Linked DNA regions of Mus musculus: region 1 is linked to region 2. The links are chromatin contacts, called in public promoter capture Hi-C maps. All regions are on one chromosome and are shown on one strand. The core of a region is the stretch at or near the end of the contact, and the rest is flanking DNA. Distances in the headings are between cores, read along the strand shown. Region 1 has its middle 6.0 kb from the start of Gm17382. Region 2 holds the start of Nme4 (NME/NM23 nucleoside diphosphate kinase 4).

The links. Promoter capture Hi-C pulls out the DNA fragments that hold promoters and counts their contacts.
Region 1: a promoter capture Hi-C map of liver shows a contact between it and region 2, with 2.4 times the contacts expected there. The contact joins the enhancer-like site here to the promoter of Nme4 in region 2. A contact is called at or near these places in 3 of 39 promoter capture datasets (hippocampal neurons and liver) and 1 of 9 other capture datasets (liver).

Annotation. Positions count from the first base shown.
Region 1 is chr17:26,890,465-26,894,028 of GRCm38.p6, forward strand. No RefSeq gene overlaps it. Among named protein-coding and RNA genes, the nearest start is that of Gm17382, 6.0 kb to the left of the region's middle. Within about 2 kb of position 2,262, at least 72 of the 459 cell types and tissues checked have an H3K27ac peak or open chromatin away from gene starts, as enhancers often do. A contact at or near this core is called in liver, where this site is marked.
Region 2 is chr17:26,093,990-26,097,554 of GRCm38.p6, forward strand. Nme4 (NME/NM23 nucleoside diphosphate kinase 4) reads right to left here and starts at 1,481. Exons shown (of 5, transcript NM_019731.1): 1 at 1,376-1,481; 2 at 148-281. The coding sequence starts at 1,463.

The sequences.
Region 1 (3,564 bases), core at 1,012-3,511, 800 kb after region 2:
GCAGGTAAGTGTTTGGGTCTGTGACAGACTGCAGGATAATAGTGAGCCCCTAAAAGGGCAATGGAAGCCATCAGGACCCAGAGCTAAAGAAGGGTGGGGACACAGTGAAGGCCTTGGCCAGGCTCCGCACACTCTGTGTGCTCTGTCAGAAGTGCAGAAGTGTGCACTGTGGGGCTAGCAGTGCTCACAGGCATATCAGGATGGGCAGAGACCCTGGCCACCGAGAACACAGCTCCTATTCAGTGACAGGAGCCTCAGCAGGTCCCCAGGTTTTTGAAGGAGGTGGCTTTCCAAGCATGTTACTGTCCCTGGCTATCTCAGGGAGGCAGACCCTGCCCATCCAGCTGCCCTGTGGCCCTGTGTGGAGGGGAAGTCAGCCCACACTTACAACCAGAAAGCTGAACAGGTGGAAAAAATACAAAGTTTCCAAGTGAGGGAAAGCCTGTGACAGAAGAAGAAAGATATCTTGGTACAGATGTGCAGTTTGTAATTTAGGATGTTATAAAGCAATCAAGACATTTTAACAAGTAAAAAGTTCATGAACTAGAAATGCTGTAGTAAGTTAACTGATCACATAGGGCTGAAGAGAGAGACTTTTTTTTTTGTTTTTGTTTTTTTTTTTGTTTGTTTGTTTTTTTGAGACAGGGTTTCTCCGTGTAGTCCTGGCTGTCCTGGAACTCACTCTGTAGATCAGGCTGGCCTCGAACTCAGAAATCTGCCTGCCTCTGCCTCCCAAGTGCTGGGATTAAAGGTGTGCGCCACCACCACCCGGGTGAGAGAGAGAGAGAGACTTTTTCCATGCACTTTGGGGTCCAGGTGTGCAGTGCATTTGATCATTAGTGTTAGCAGAGTGTCGGGCCTGCCCTACCCTCCATGCTCTTGAATGGACTTACCCGTAGCAGCTCCAGCCTAGCCGAGGGCGCTATTCACTGTGAGTGCCCTAGGTAATGAATGCATCATTTAAAAATCTATCAGTCAGTCAGTCAGTCAGTCAGTCAGTCAGTCAGTCAGTCAGTCTCTGTCTTTCTGTCTGTCTGTGTGCACAGGACAAGTGTGTCTTCGCCTATTGCTTTCTGTTTTATTGCCTTTAGAGAGGGTCTCTCACTGACTGGAAGGTTCCTTGTTTTTGTTAGACTGGCTGGCCAGCAAGCTTGCAAAAGCCACTGTTCTCTGCCACCAACACTGGGATTCCAGGCACGTGCAGCCATGTTTGGCTTTTTTGTGGTTTTGTTTTGTTTTGTTTTGTGACTGGGTCTCCTTATGTAGCCCTGGCTCCCTGGCGCTCCTGAAGCTTGTTATGTAGACCAGGCTGGCCTCAAATTTACAGAGGTCAAGCTGTCTCTGCCTCTCAAGTGCTGGGATGAAAAGCACGTGCCAAGCACACCTGGCCTTTGAGAATGGCTCTCACTCTAGTTTTACTGTACTTAGGTATGGCTACTACACAGATAAAATTATTTTACAGTTACCTCCAGCATTCTGTACAGAAGCACGCTTTGCAGGTTTGGAGCCCAAGTACAGTCCTGGGCCAGACATGTTGGACCTCTCTATCCAGCTTGTCTCCTAGGCTACAGCATGGAGCCTAGATGTACAGCACACTCCATGATGGTTACATAAGAAAGAAAGAATCTTGCAAGGCTAAGGGAAGAGTGCTGGCCTAGCACCCATGAGGCCTGGGTTCTAGTACCGAGAAAGGAAATGCAGTGAGGAGAGAGGGAGGGAGGCAGAAAGGGAGGGAGGAGAGGAGAGATGGAGGGAGGAAAGAAAGGAGGGAGAGAGGGTGGGAGAGAGGGAAGAAGGGAGGGAAGGAGAGGAGAAAGAAGGAGAGAGGAAAGGAAAGAAGAAGGGAGAGATGGAGAGGGGGGAAGAGAAAGGGAGGGAGGGAAGGAAGGAAGGAGAGAGGGAGGAAGAAAAAGAGGGAAGGGGGGAGAGATCCATTACTACAGGATGAAATCTGCCAATTTGCTAACCACAGTCCTCTCAGAGTGTGTACCCATGGAGGATACATGACTGTGTTTCTTGGCTGTGGGACTCCCTTCCAAAATGACCTGTTCTGGCAGATACAAGGTCTGCTGAGAGGGTGAGCGTGTCAGAAGGCTGGCCAGGGGAGGCCAGGGGAGGAGGGTCTGGGACCTTTGCCCTCAGCTGTACCTTTGTGAGTTCTGCTGGCTGGGACCTGCCAGGCAGCCTGTCTCTCTGGTCACCAACACCTCAGCCTGTCAGGAGGAGGCTCATTCCCTCTGCTCAGTACAGACACTGCAGCCCCAGGAGGGAGGGAACACAAAGGCCATATCTAGCCCTAGTCTCCTGCTGTGGAGCTGTGTCTACAGTCTAGGCTCAGATGACAGAGACAGAATTGAGCTCTGGATGACAGCTGGACTCGGAGCTGTCAGTCTGTCGGCCAGGGAGGGTGGACACACTCCGGGCTTGCTGGTTCTGCCTAGAGAAGCTCGGCCCTGACGCTATGCAGAACCTCTATTTATAATTTCCCGTGATAACAGGGCCATTCATCCGCGCTGTTGGCCCTAATTGCGCCGGAGCGGGGGATGACAGCTTAATTATGAACCTCACAAAAATTGAACTTGGGCTGTATCAACAAAGTCCAATCGCTGTCACTCAGGGGTAGCTCTTTGCCCTTCATTGTGGCAAAGGGCACTTGGAAAAAAAGAGAGAGAAAAGAAAAAGAGAAAGAGAAAGGAAAAGCTTGGCCGAGTTCCATTTCCAACAGACTTTTATTTTCTGGCTCCAAAGCATCCCAGTTTGGGAGACAGAAAGAAGCCCTTTTCTGTTTGCTGGGGAGGTAGCTGGCTGGTCACTGCCTGGTTGGAGTGGTGCCCCCCCACCCCGGAGATTCGGGATATGAGCATTAAAAAGGGGTCTTGGGGATTGCTTGTTAGGGATTGAAAACCGGGTGCAATTCAGCCCACAGATGTTTTATTTGGCAAGCAGAGTTTTCTTTTTTAAACTTTAAAAAACGTTGTGGTAAAATCTACATCGCACAAAATTAGCCATTTTAGAGCCCTCAGTTCCCTGCTCTGTGACTTTTACAGTATGGCCACCAGCTGTCTCCCAAGTGTTTTCACCACCTCAGAAGAAACCTCTGTACCCGTTAAGCCCCAATTTCCTGTTCTATCCCTCCAAGGCCCTGGCCAAGGCATTCTGGTCCTGATGTTGTGGATGCAGCCACTGTGGCCCTCAGTGTCTGGCTTGGCACCACATCTTTCCCTCCCGAGGGAGGTTCCTTCACACTGTCTCAGCACAGGAGAGGCTTTGTCCTGGTTCCCGGCCGCCTTATGGAGACACAATTCCTGGCTGTGTCGTGCATGAAGCCTTCTCTACTTTCTCTTCCTTGTCCACGGTCATCCATTGTGTCACCATGTCAGAATCAAATGAGTTGTCAACAGTGAGCTGAAGTTCACAGAAGAATGGAACAGCTTTACAAGCCTATGCGTCCCTGCTACCCAGCGCTGGGAGTCTGGCTGCCCTGGCTAGACATGAAGGAACAGAGGCTACTCAAGCCACTGTGCCCGTGAAGATCACAGGGTGACAGTGTCTAGGGAGAGCCAC
Region 2 (3,565 bases), core at 231-2,730:
TCGGAGAATAAACCCCCAATTGGTGTCCTGAGTTTGGGGCACCTTTTGGACACAACTCCAGAAGCTAGCTCCTACAATGGATACCTCCCAACCCTTGCAACTGCAAGTGCTAGGAGCCTTTGGGACACCACAGCCCAAGGGAGATACCTGCAGCATCTTCATCCCCACGAGCTTGAAGCCCCGCCTCTCAAAGCGTTGTATCACAGTCCCCACTAGTCTCCTCTGTACCCCATCTGGCTTCACAGCAACCAGCGTCCGCTCTTGGGGCCAGGGGGGGCCTCCTGTTAAAAAAAAAAGACAGGTCGGGGTGAGGATGCTCCACATTTTCAGGGCCCTCCCACCTAGATACCTGACAGAGCTCAGACATCAAAGGACTGGGAAGTTCCTGCCACAATACAAACACAGACAAATGCAAAGGGGAGCCGCCCTGGCAGTCGCAGAAGCTGCTCAAGGTGGAGATGGTTTCCCTGAAAAGGCTCAGATAACTTAGGGGCCAGAGAGTCTTGGTGATGAAGTCTCCCTTTCCCCTGAAAAGAAAACTTGAGTCTAGCCTCACATGACTCCAGGTACCACAGTGTGTGAAGCCCAGGCTTGCCCACAAGGAGCTTATCCTCTGGGTGTGGAGAAATGGCATTGAAATCAAGGAATATTAGTGCACGATGTCTAGGCGGGCTAAGTGCTGGGGACCAAGGATCAGGCTTGAGCAGAGGATGACCCACACTACAGGGCAGAAACATAGCTGCCACGGCACGTGCGTCTCCTCCAAAAACAAACGCTACTTCTGAGAGGGTCCTAGCCCCTGACTGACTCACAAAACGGTAGCAAAGTTAGGAGAAACACCAAGTTAGAGAAGAGGTGATCGACCAGGCTCTAATCCCCAGGCCACAATGAATGCCCACTAAACTCAACAGGCTGATAAAAGGGGGGAGGTGTCTCCCTAACTTGCAAGTTCCCCAAGGGACAAGAGACCCAGGATAGCCCCAGAGTCTGATGCCTGCTGGTCTGTGCCTTGGTGAGGCTATTCAATTTCCAAGATTCATGAAAGGAATACCCTTTATCTGGCTCTCAGAAAGCACCCCATGAGTGGATAGAAAGGGCCAAGACCCCAGGAAATGACCGGGGTGTCTTAGGCCTGCTCTGGCTCAAGTTTCAATACCCGGGCAACAACTGCTCCGCGGAGGGAACGTGACCCCATAGCGTCTGGTAGTCTCCCCGCCTCGGCTTTGGCTTTCTACTGCTAAAAGCTCTGTCCCGGGCTGCTGAGGGTTGGACTTGCACTCCTCCGGGACAAGACCAAGCCTTTGGCTGCCGCACGTGCGCAAACAAAGGCCGCGCAGCGGCCATCCGCCTAGTTCCCCACGGGCACAGGACTCACCGGAACTGGGGCGCACCAGCAGGCACTGAAAGCGTGGCCCGCACAACAGCGCCCGCAGCGCCGCGACGCGCCCGAAAAGGCTGCCCATGTTGCGGGCTGGCGCCGCACTGAACGCCGCGCAGAGCGGGCAGTGGGAGGTGCCACGCATTGCCCCGCCCCGCCTCCACCCTAAGGGGCCCGCTGGGGCCCCACATCACATTCTTGTCTTCTGGAGCTGATAGCCTTCAAACACTGATCTCTGTTAAAATCAGGGTGCAGCTCAGTGACGGAGCGCTTGACTATCATGCTCAGAGCCTTGGGCTCGACCAACCCCAGTACTGCAGGGGGAAAAAAAATGAAAAATTATGTGTGTGTGTGCGCGTGTCTATGCGCGTATGTATAAATTTTGCAGTTGCTCATTCAGTTTTTAGATTATATACTTGTTTTCATAACGTACAGTCAAATATTGTTATATCTACTTTTGGGGGCAGAGTGGCCATCGCCGCAAATACCAACTGGCTCTCTAAGTTTGACAGTTGGACTATTTGTCAGTTCTGTTATTACATCCTTGATTTTCAAGTTATCTATCAATTTATTTATTTATTGGAATTTTTTATTTTGTTTAAACCTCTCTAGATTAAAAAAGTTATTTTTTATTTACTAGCAGGGTGGTGGTGGCATACTCCTTGAATTTAGCCCTCAAGAAGGTAGAGTCAAGCTCTCTGAGAATCCCTCCCCCCCCCCCCACCCCCCGCCTGTGTTTTTGTTTTTGTTTTTGTTTTTCCAGACAGGGTTTTCTCTGTGTAGCCCTGGCTGTCCTGGAACTCACTCTGTAGACCAGGCTGGCTTTGAACTAAGAAATCCACCTGCTTGTGCCTCCCAAGTGCTGGGATTAAAGGCGTGTGCCACCACTGCTGAGAAACCCTTTCTCAACTCACCCCCAAAGAAAAATGATTTACATTGAACAGTTGAGAGCTGCCCAGGATGGGTGCTAGGAACCGAACTCACATCTTTTGGGAGGCCAAGCACTGCTCTCTTAACCACTCAGTCATCTCTCCAACCCCATCTGTGTACCACAGCTGGGAGCTGGGAATTGCTTTGACTTTATGACAAAGGTATAATCAATCCTTGCTGCTGTCACTGCATTGCATATGTAGCAGAGGTTGGCTTGGAACTCTTTTTTTTTTTTAAGATTTATTTATTTTATGTATATGAGTACACTAGCTGTCTTCAGACACACCAGAAGAGGGTGTCAGATCCCATTACAAATGGTTGTGAACCACCATGTGGTTGCTGAGAATTGAACTCAGGACCTCTGGAAGAGCAGTCAGTGCTCTTACCCGTTGTACTTTATTTTATTATATATATTACCCCTTGAACTTTTATTGTTGTTTTTTTCGAGACAGGGTTTCTCTGTGTAGCCCTGGCTGTCCTGGAACTCACTCTGTAGACCAGGCTGGCCTCAAACTCAGAAATCTGCCTGCCTCAGCCTCCCGAGTGCTGGGAGTAAAGGCATGCGCCACCACCGCCCGACTTCTCACTGTGTATCTTGCTGGCCTGGAACTAGCTATGTAAACCAAGCTGACTTTGAACTCACAGAGTTCTATTTAAATACCAAGATTAAAAGCATTGCCAGGGCTGGAGAGATGACTCAGTGGTAAAGGACACTGACTGCTCTTTCTGAGTTCAATTCCCAGCAACCACATGGTGGCTCACAATCACAATGGGATCTGATGCCCACTTCTGGCATGCAGGCATACACAAAATAAAATTTTAAAAATCTTTAAAAAGAAGGGGAAAAAAAAAAAAAGCATTGCCAGCCGGGCGGTGGTGGCGCACGCCCTTAATCCCGGCACTTGGGAGGCAGAGGCAGGCAAATTTCTGACTTTGAGGTCAGCCTGGTCTACAGAGTGAGTTCCAGGACAGCCAGGGCTACACAAAGAAACCCTGTCTCAGAAAACAAAAACAAAAACAAACAAACAAACAAAAGCATTGCCACTAATCTAGCAGTGGTGCAGCACTCTGGTTGGGTTTTTTGTTTTTTGTTTGTTTGGTTGGTTTGGTTTTTCCAGGCAGGGTTTCTCTGTGTAGCCCTGGCTGTCCTGGAACTCACTCTGTAGACCAGGCTGGCCTCCTCTGCATCTGGAACACTGCAATTAAAGGCTTGCACTGGCACTGACCTGCTAGTGGCGCTCGCCTTTAATCCCAACA